2 separate regions of the Mus musculus genome follow, and region 2 is linked to region 1. Evidence: chromatin contacts called from public promoter capture Hi-C data. All regions are on one chromosome and are shown on one strand. The core of a region is the stretch at or near the end of the contact, and the rest is flanking DNA. Distances in the headings are between cores, read along the strand shown. Region 1 holds the start of Uox (urate oxidase). Region 2 holds the start of Ttll7 (tubulin tyrosine ligase-like family, member 7).

Region 1 (5,278 bases), core at 1,080-3,579:
GAACTCCGTTCACTCTATGGTTCTGGGCTATTTTTCTCCCATCTGCCTTTTGCATTACTGGCATGCACAGCAGAATATGTCACCATCTTGTTCCAAGTCCTTCAGCAGTTCCCTTTCAAACATCAGGTTCAAATCCCAAGGCACAGCCCAGGAAGTCCTTCATGACCTATGCCCCCCATTGTGGTTTGTCTGCAGACACCTCTGCACACGACACCACTTCAAATGACAAACTCGACAGGCTGCTCCTGGATTCTGCAATTTCTTTGACCCTCTATTGGCTGGAACTCCCATGGCATCTCCTCACTATTTTTAAAAACAATTTAATAATTATTCTTAAAACTTAGCTCAAAATTACTTCTTCGAGGAAGCCTTCCGGGTTGTGTACTCCCCAATGTCCTATGTCTATCCCACAAATCTGAGCCCCTCGACAGAAGGAACTATGTGTTTTTTATACGTGTGTCTTTAAAACTTGGGGCAGGGCCTAGTCAGAACCTATAAACGCTGAAAGACTGAACTGATCTTTAGCCTGAACGTCACACTATGACGTCAACCACCACGGCAGACTCGAACTCCAGAGCTGAAGCACAGCAATGTGGCCACAGCTCCTAGGAGGGTCTCACCACAGAGACTTAGTGTAGTTCATCTCTTTGACACTGTGCTAGAGACCAATAACCTCCTGTCTACTGCCTGGGTTGCCTCGTGAACGAAGGTTAGCCAAACAATGCTGGGCACCATCAAGCGCTTCTTCTTGTCCCCATCAGAAGAAAGATACAGCTCGGCTTTAGAAAAGGTCACAAGCTTTGCCAGCCTTGTGTCTCAGGTACATGCAATGAAAGGACATTGCCAGCTGACAGTTATCAGCTCTGTCCCTTTCTGCCTCCCAGCCCTGTCCTCCCAAGAGTACTGACCGACTCAGGCTCCAGAAAGCTGCTTGGCACTTTCTCAGGGCTATTTCACACACTTGGCAGCCAGCTCTCAGGGCTATCTCACACATTCGGCAGCCAGCTCTCAGGGCTATCTCACACACTTGGCAGCCAGCTCTCAGGGCTATCTCACACACTCGGCAGACAGCTCCACCTGGGAATTGAGCCTGTTTACGCACTTTAATCTCGTTCTTTTAAGTTAATTAATGCATCTATTCATTTATTTAACACACTATCTGTTACAAGCCAGGCTAGCCTAGAACTCATGTCATTGCTGAGGATGTTCTTGAACTCTGCCCCCCCCCCCCCAGGCCACGTGCTGAGATTACACATGTGTGCCATCCTGCCCAGTTTATGTGTCACTAGAGACTGAGCCTTGAACTTCATGCATGCTAAGCAAGCATCCTGCCAATCCAGCCATATCCCCAGCCCCAGTCTCTTTCATTTTAAAGGGAGGAAGCCTGGTGGAGGTTTTCCTTAGGGTCACCAGAGACAGTCCCAGACTTTCTATTTGCACATTTAAATCACCCATTTCTTTTACCTACCAGTCCACAGCTTCACCATATTCATTTCTGCATGAGATTTCTGGTGTCCCCAGGACCCCAGAGAGGGCAAAGAAGAGCAAAGAAAGAACTGTTCTTAGAGGCTTTGCTGTCATTTTCTATCTGTGGCCTTCATTCCATGCAGGGGACTGTGGAGTCAGAGTGTCAGGTCTTTCTCAGGCCGCGTTGGCTCCCTTGCGGGTCGGTTCACTTTTGCTGTTCACTGTTTGGGCACAAACAGAAGAGGCTGAGTCCCATGTCATCTGATGGGTTCTGTCACAACATTCCAGTGTGACTCTGGGAGCCTTTGTGCTCAGTTGTCGACTAGCTTGCAAAAGTCATAGAAAAATCTGGAGGGAAAGGGGTATTTACTCAGCTACCCATGTAGTTAACTCTTTGATGTGAGTTCAATAATGTGAAGCGCTCGAGAAAAGGAATTCCTGACAAACAGATGTTGAGTAAGGTGTGTTCCGTGTTTCTTTTCTCTTCTAGTTGACTATCCGTACGTGTAAATGCATGTAATTCATACATTAGCTAGAAACAACAAAGCCTTTGCCTTCTTAATAATTAGGATCTGTCCTATAGTAGCCTATGTAATAGGTTAATAACCTATAATAACCCCTGTCTTTAAGGGAATAACTTCTAACCACTATTCTGAAGGTTGCTTCAAACTAAGAGCAAATTCAATTGAGTTTCAGCAAAAATGTTGACATTATCTTCCACACACCCCTGGTTCTGACCACTCAGCGAGGCATTTGGCTTTGAAAGGCCTTTGTGTCTCACTGTCCACTATGCAATCAGGGCAGTATTGATCGCCTACTCTTCGGGGTTAAATAAAACCCTTTACCAACCACTCTTCGCTTCACACCATTCCGTCTCATTCTTGAAATCGAACCTGAAGTTAAAGGCTGAGGGAAAAATGGCCCATTACCATGACAACTACGGAAAGGTGAGAGGAGGGAAAGGTAGATAGATACACATACATCTGCAAGTATTTTTTTCACTTTTCTCGAATCTACACTCAGCTGTCATGCTTAGTCACTTCATGCCTGGGAATCACGGTGGCTCTGCTCTGTCTCTCCATGATTATAGACTCAGATTGGAGTCATCTTGGAGACCCAGACCAAACCAGAGCCCTGAAGATCAGGTCACTTCTATGGACTAGCCTTGCTGGTATTCTTCAGGACTCTCATTTGTAGGAAAGGAAGGGCTTGTGGCTCTGTTTCTCCTAAGACAGAGGACCAAGGAGTGCTATGACCCACTGACAAAACTCACCTTATCTGTGTTACCCACAAAAGAGCAGAATTCTGGGCTTTATCTCAAATGATCAGAATCGGGCTCCCTCCAGCTGGGGTCAGGAATCCAGTGTGTGTGTGTGTGTGTGTGTGTGTGTGTGTGTGTGTGTACAATAGCATGTGTATGTGTGTGAGTGAGGTCTGAAGTTCATATTGGGTGTTTTCCTCAATCATTCTGTCTTAATTGTTTGAGGTAAGGATTTCCACTGGCCTGGCGTTCACTATCTTGGTTGGGCTGGCTGGCCCATCAGCCCTAGAAATCCTCTTATAGGTGCTTGCCACCATGGCCAGCCTTTTAAATGTGGCTTCTGGGGGACTGAACTCGGATCCCCATGCTTGGGTGGCAAGTACTTTATAAACTGAGCTATTTTCCAGGCTCCCAGAACTTATACTTTAAACAAGTTTGTTGGCAGTGCAGGTTCATCCTAAAATTTCAACCCACTGCCCTGAGAACAGCTTGAATGATGTTCTAATCCAGCAGACCAGCAGCTTTCTACCAGAGAGCTGCCAGAATCAAGTAAATCAACAAACGTTCTTCCTGCCTTTCCTGCATTTTGATTTATAGGTTATAATAGTGCTCAGAAAAACAATTTCAATTGCTGTGAACAATAAAAATATTCCTTGCATGAAGTTTAATTTATTTTAAAATGAAAAAAGTATCATTCACTTCTTTTAAGAAAGGTACAATATTGGGCACGTCATGTGCTGGCTTTGTCGAATCATTTTGAGAACATAAGCAGCTCGTTTTCACTTCTGGAACCTAACGGCAGCTTTGTGATCAGGGCAGAGGATAATTTCTGCGCTTTCCTCTTTGCCGTGCACACATTGCAGTGCTGGGCTCGTGACATTTTAGTAAATGACCCTTAAGTGTTAGCCATCCTTACCTTCCTGCGAGTGGGACTGAAGGACATCTGTGTTTAGGTTTCATTTGCTAAATCCAATTTCATTGCAAGGTCCGGAAAGACACTTTTAATAAACTTTCTTTTTTGGTGTAGCTGACTCTATCATGTGGGCTGTCTGTCAACAACACTCCTTATGTAACCGCTTCGCTGTCAAACACTGTAACCGGCTGTTGAGTTTACAGGGATTCCAGCATGGCCCCAACTCCTACATGCCAACTTGTCCTTTTTTTTTTTTCTTTTTCTTTTTTCTTTTTACTAAAACCAATGAAGTGACATTATAGAGAGAAGCCTGAGGTTTGCTGACTAAGGAATCTGAAAACAGGACAGAATAGTTTTCATGATGCCCCTTGCTTCTGAAGCCATGCTGTGTATACTCCAGGGTCATTTGCTAAAATGTCACAAGCCCAGCACTGTGATGTGTGGAGGGCAAGGGGGAAAGCACAGAAATTATCCTCTGCCCTGATCACAAAGCTGCCGTTAGGTTCCAGAAGTGAAAACGAGCTGCTTATGTTCACAGCCTAAGGATTTGTAAAATCAGTAGAAATTGCTTTCTTCTCCATGTGACCAAGTAAACCGGGAAGAGCTCCTGGCTTGGAAATAGACTGACCTTGTGTTTCTGGAAGATTTGAATCCTGCTTATTTAGAGGGCAACTCTTCCTCTCTCTGCCTTTCTCACATCCTTGTATGTTTTCATCATTCATGTATTCCAGCTCCTGGTGTCTGCATTAGCACTGGGCTCCTCTTACAAATATTGTATTTTATTTTTAATTGTGTGTGTCTGTTGTGTGCACACAGGTGCAGTGTGCTCAGAGGGCAGAGGCTTGGATCCCCCTGTAGCTGGAGGTGACAGGTAGTTATGGCCAACCAGACACGGGCGCTGGAAACCAGCTCAGCTCCTCTGCCAAAGCAAGAAGAGCTCCATCTGCAGAGCCACTCTCCAGCCCCAGCTTTGAGTCTTTATTTGGCTTTTTGCATTCTCTAGAGAATCAATCTGTTACGTAGTCCACCTCTCAAAAATAACCAATCCTTTTTTAAAAATTGTGTTCAACAGATTCTTATCTGATTAATAACCCATTAGTAGAATTTTTCTTTTTATTCATATGTCTATATGAAGGATGCATGCACATGTGTAGAGGTGTGTGTGTGCGCACACTCATGTGCACATGTGCACTCGTGTGTGCAAGTGGAGGGGATTGGACTCCAGCCATTGTGCTTGGGTGTGAAGCACTTCTGAGCCATCTTCTTAGCTTCCTAACTTTATCCACCCCCCCCCGCATTAATTTTTCAAATATTTGCTTGTTATTTGCCTCATGCCCAATCATCTATCCCTGTCAAGATATCTTTCTACTGGTGTGTGCTTTCCACTTGTGGCTGTAGTTTATGTTCCTTGCAAATTTAATCTGTGAAATGGTTTAAAAGACAAAGATAAAGTTGGCGGGTTTTCCAGCTTCTGCAGCTGCTGACTTGGTCTGTGAGGGCTCCCGTGAGTCAGGCTGCTGGCTTTATTTATGCTTTTGAAGTATGAGTTACATCCCATAAGATGTATCTGTTTAAGCACAGCTTTCTTTCTGAGCAGATTTTGCAAGTCTTCTGATAGACCGAGAGGAATCTAGAAC
Region 2 (5,606 bases), core at 1,230-3,729, 260 kb after region 1:
TACTAATCATTTACTAAGTACTAGCTCAAGGCAGACCAGGAAAACCTACACGATTCACATCTTCAACCGAATATTTGGGATGGTGCAAACGCAGGCCTCATCTGACATATATCAGAGGCGGAGTGAATATGCTCTGATAAGCCTTCCGCATTGAGCAGCTTACCACGATTTAATTTTGTCAAAGGCATCAAGCGCTGTTTTCACCTTTCTTAGCATCATTTCAAGGCAACATTTTAAAAGATTCTCAGATCATGCTTGTTTGTGAATACAAATGAATTTGCCTCACTAACCGACATGTAAGTAAAGTTTAAAGCAACCTTGGACAATAGCTATCCTTCCCGTAAGTCAAGCTTGGTTCACCACAGAAAGTCTTCTGTCTTTTGTCATGAGGATTAGAGAAGTAGTTCATAGATGTAAAACCTCATGTATTTATCTTAGAAAATGATTTTTCCCCTTTATGGCCCTACTGTATCTTTAGGTTTACAGGACATTGAAAAAGAACAGGGGCGCAGGATCTGTGACACCCTACTTTGACAACTTCCCAAGTTGTCATAAAACATTCCCTTTCTTCATTCAGAGACATATGTGCTAGGAACATCAACTTTCAAATAGGTGGCTAGAGATGACACAAGACACAGCAGGTCCCTAGGTGGCCATAGGCCATATCCCTTCTTTCTATATCTATTTCTATCTTTAGGCATCTCTTGAAATCTTTTGCTGCCACCTTTAATAGGGGAACAGTTGAGTGTGGCGAGAGCTGTACCTATCTGAGACTGAGGCCATGTGCCCTGTGTTGAAGCTGTTGGCTTCTCTAGGGAGCTGGCTCTCTGGGTTCCCCAGCAACGCTGGGCTCTAGGGATATTGGCTATGCTTATGATGACGTGCAACGTCAGTTTACCTTATCCCAATAGCACACCATACGGAAAAGCAATGTCTGTTCCTAAGTCCTGTAAATGCTGTCTTGAGCTTCAACGTTGGTAGTGACTCTCCCTCTTGCTTGAGATTGGAAGAATGGTGGTCTGACATGTACGTGTAGTGTGAGGTGTAGGCAGAGAGTAATGATAGTGTAAGACTGGCATCATGATCCTCACCCTCACGGAATGCTCCATTGAGTTTCTGACTTTGATGTCCCAGCTCTTCTGGGAAACGTCCATTTACCCCTTTCTGGTCTCCTTTTCCACACCAGGGTGACATCCATCTTAGATACCCAAATATCTCTTCTCTTTCATAAAACCCAGTTTTCACAAGGGTCAGACTCACACCCAGGTCCCAGTGATAGCTATGTTAAGGTTTACAGTGTATTTCCCCCATCCCCCACCTCCAGTGTTAAGTCCAGATGGTCAGCGTCTGTTCTACGCCAGTTAAAGCCCCATCTGAAAACCAGCAGCATTCCCACTGATCTCAATAGGAGTAGAGTAGCAAGTGAAGGCTAGAATTGAAAATACTTCCACTGTAATGTTCATGTAAGTGCTCAATTGGTGTTATTCAAGGGGCCAGTTTATTCCAGAAACAGTAACTTTAAGTTGTGAAATTTCATTTTATTTGGGATACATAAAACACCCCACCCTAGTCTTATTTTATAGGTAACTGCCAATTTTCTTCTAGATGGAGAGCTATACAGTTGGTTGTTAACCATTGTGTTCTGGAAACGTACGTGAGTCTGGCTGGGCACGAACTGTGGAAGTCAAAGAAATTTCATGCTTATGAACTTTCCCTATCCTGTGAGGTTCATCTCATGTGAGATAACGATTATTTCCGGGTTACCAAGACAGTAATCATGAACAGAAACTGACTGAACTCATGAACAAGAAAGCACAACTATTCTTGAATTTCTTCTGGACTTTATCATAGCTCTGTCCAAAGTGTCTACCCCTTCAATCTACGTTTTCCAACTTCCGTGTTGAGATTTTGTTAGCGGGCTCTAAGCTCCTCAGACATCCTGATGCAAGGGCGCTCACTTGATCTTACTTTCAGGTTGACTTTTGATACTCTATTATTATTATCTAAATATAGCTAAATAGTAATAAAAGACCAGAAGAGCCCTTTTGCGAGATCTTAGGCACTCCTGTGTGTTAAGCTGACATGTGGACTTGGGACCTGGTGGTCTGGGTCACAAGATGAAGAAGGAGGTGGCCCAGATAGATGTCAGGCCAGCTCCCCTAGCATCCCCTTAGGAGGGGATGGCACCCTGGAGCTTGCGTTGCTAGGTCCTCTGTTAAAGGCGTTCTGAACGCTCCCTGAGCGGGACCAAGAATAAGACGGGGTGAGGGGTGCCCTGGAAAGCCCAGCTCATTCTTCTGCATACCTAGATGAGAAGCCATGGGTCCAGGAGGTCCTTAGCGCTCAGGCCTAGTTGTGGGTAGAGGACCCTTCTTTTCCTTGGTTTCTTCTGCCCGTCTCCAGCCCTCTCGAGGTCCTGGTGCTTGTACCTCCATGCACGATGCGCACCCCTGGGCGCAGTGGGCAAATGGTCTGGCCCATCGGTAGCTACCACCCCCTTGGGCACGACAGCTGCTCCAGCTGCTCCTGGTCCGGTCGAGCTTCTAAGCTCTGAACCGCGGCTGCCCCGGGGGGGTGGGCGAGCTGAGGTGATCCCAAGACGACACGCGGAGTGGACCGACCGGGGAGCCGCCAGCCGCTGGCGGGGAGTGTGGGCCACCAAGAGACCGGCCACTGGATCCAGCCAGAGAGGTGCCTCAGCTGTGAGTACCTGCCCTTGCCCCCGCCCCTCTCCTCCACACCCCAGGTCGCTGCGCCCATTCCCTCCAGTGCCTGTCCTGGAGACTTGCCAGGGTGGAAGCGGCTGAGGAGGGCGGCTGCTGCCAGGCTCATGATTCAGCATCATTGGCGCCCAGTGGTTTGGGCAGAAGGAGGAGGGGACTGGTCGGGATTATTTGTGGGGTCCCACTTCAGTTTCTAGACTCTCTCTGGCAGGATGAAGTGGGCAGAACTCCCAGTCCCCCGCTGGGTTGAGCTGTCATGATATTCTGTCCCCAGCCCCAGTGTCAACCTGCTTGAGCAAAGCATGTTGTGTATTCTTGAAAGTGTGTCAGTGAGATCTCTTTTCCCACACGTCTCCTTTCTCCACTTCTCATCCCACTAGACATCCACTTTATCTGATATCAAAACATCCCCCCAAACTGAAAAATTTTTTTTATAGAATTTGTCTTATATTCAGCATTGGTTTGACGGATTCAAAAAAGAAAAGATGTATAGGAATCATGAGTAATATCATATATTAGGGGCGTGTGTGTGTGTGTGTGTGTGTGTGTGTGTGTGTGTGTGTGTGTGTGTATAATTGTATCACTTCAACTCAGAACCAGTTCTGGAAAGTGAGGAAGAGAGAGCTTAAATTACAATCTCAAGGTCACAGAACAAGAATTTGAATCCAGATCTCCCTCTCTCCAACATCCGTGGATCGTCTACTGTATCAGTCAGTGTTGGGTCCACTTATGCACTATTAGATATTAAGTATAATATTAATTTTCATAGGAGTAGTCTCAAACACTAGTGACAGCAACCTGTAAACTTTCTGCACATTGCCCTGCGACCCTGTGCAGAAAAAGTCCATTTCCTTAGCATCTAGAAAAAAAAATGTATATTTGGACAATACTCTGTCGGAGAGCTGGGCCTGAGATGCCTAACCTGCTTTTGGGTGATGCTGGATGCTCGAGCCTCGGGAGAATCAATTAGCAGCACAGTAAGCAATCTGGAAATGGCTATTTAGTTTTTGGGTAACATTCAAAGGAAGAACAGTGATCTAGCTTATGGGGTGCGAGACTGAATCACTCACAGCAGGGTGATAAATAAGCCGAGACTCAAGTGATGCTATGTGGCTTGTCACACCTTTGGGACTTGGCATAGCAGGTGACAGTTTATACGTTAAGGAGCTCAACTCTAGAGAAGGTTTGAGGTCATCTGGTAAGTGCTAGCATCCGAACAGGCACTTACTCTTAAGTGCTTGCTTCTCTTACTAAATAAAACATGTATGTGTTACAGTAGGATGGAGTCATGAACAGTGGGAAGTGCTTTTGTTAGTTGATGCTCTGCCCTCCAGAGTCAACAATCATACTGACCTTGTATGCTCCTTCTGCAAAAATAGTGGACACCAGGTCTCTCCTTCTCCTCGGGCAGGTCCTTTGACCTGATTTCATTTATGATTTATGGATTATCTCTTTAAGATGTGTGACTCTTGCCGATGTCGCCGGTGTCAGATTGCTAATGTACAGATGGTATGGATTTCCAAGTCCTGGCAGAGTGTTTGATGGCACACAAGAACACAGCCATTTAGTCCATCACTTATAAAGCACTGGACCAATTGATCTGGAGAGTTTTTGTTTTTGTTTTGTTGGTTAAAGGGGATATTAATAGACTAAAGCCCATGGCCTAAGTAAGGACATAACGTGGGGACAAAGATTTATATTTGCTGTTCAGACAAAACCTGTAAGAGAAGCTGGGCCCTGTGTGTGGTCTTGTGATTTCTAGAATGTCATTGTATGTGTTATTTATATTCTGCACCTTAGTGAGGCATATTGCAACCCAATCTGTTTGATCCCCAGAGGAACCTCAGAATTGATATGAATGAATAAGCAGAAATTGATTATTAATGCTCCAAAAGCAGAAAATGGAAAATGCATGTCCTACGAGTGATGTCATAGGTAGGGTTTTTAACAGCAGGCTTCATTTAGATAATACCACTGAGGGCGTGAATATAATGCAAGCCCGGCTGTAGAATTCTACTTCCTCTTTGCCTCTGTGTGTATTTGACCAGTAACTACTGAAAAGCATCTAAATTTATGACTTCTAGAAACTCCAGGTCTAGCTGAGAGGTATTGACATACTCAGAAATAATGAGCTGAATGACAGAATGGGCTCAGTGTTGGCAGGTGATGTAGCCTTAGGTGCTATAGCAATACCAGAAGAGAAGAGGGGACCCACAGAAGTGCTGTGGTTGGTCAGATGGCCAGAGACGTCTTCAGCACAGAAGTGAATTAAGTGACGATCTGAAACTTCGACTGATTTCCATAGCTAGAGAAGCTGTCAGCTGAGATGTGCTAGGCTTTAGTCTGTGAAGCACTTTGAATGTCAGGCATGAGGTCTGTTTCTGATGTGGTAGCCACAGAACTAGTAGAGATATTTTTAATCAGAGTGAGTTTTTCTTGCTCATGTTTCTCATTTCCTTTGCCTTAGTAACCTTCGATACTCTTGCAGAAAAATGAAATCCTTTTGGACACTAAAAGAATTATCAACTAAATGCAGGAAAAAAAAATTCAGTGAAAATAAAACATTTTCCTTCTAATGAGAGTCACTCTTTAAAAATTTTACCCATTGTACAATTATTAAAAAATGGAAAGTATAAAAATATAAATAGATAGCATACTCTTACCAAGTAAAGATAACCATTGACAACATTATTTGTGTTTGGTTTTAACTGTGATAAGTTAATTGTTACTGTATTTTTTTTAAACTTTTACTCTTTAACACTAGTTTTCACCAAATTATAAGTGAGCACTGAACATTTTAAATGCCTGCATAACTTTTCATGAGGTAGACATACTAAAATTTCCTAATAATCCCCCTTGTCAGTATCTTTTTTTTTTTTTTTT

The links. Capture Hi-C pulls out chosen DNA fragments and counts their contacts.
Region 2: a contact with region 1 is called in a promoter capture Hi-C map of adipose tissue. The contact joins the promoter of Ttll7 here to the promoter of Uox in region 1. A contact is called at or near these places in 10 of 39 promoter capture datasets (the C10 cell line, the SN4741 cell line, cranial neural crest and 6 more), 1 of 115 datasets of contacts at active chromatin or transcription factors (embryonic stem cells) and 3 of 9 other capture datasets (adipose tissue, embryonic stem cells and liver).

The regions. Positions count from the first base shown.
Region 1 is chr3:146,594,820-146,600,097 of GRCm38.p6, forward strand. It overlaps Uox (urate oxidase), which reads left to right and starts at 2,330. Exons shown (of 8, transcript NM_009474.5): 1 at 2,330-2,414. The coding sequence starts at 2,385. Dnase2b (deoxyribonuclease II beta) reads right to left here. Exons shown (of 7, transcript NM_019957.4): 2 at 1,469-1,688. The coding sequence starts at 1,581.
Region 2 is chr3:146,849,888-146,855,493 of GRCm38.p6, forward strand. It overlaps Ttll7 (tubulin tyrosine ligase-like family, member 7), which reads left to right and starts at 2,480. Exons shown (of 21, transcript NM_001357217.1): 1 at 2,480-2,702.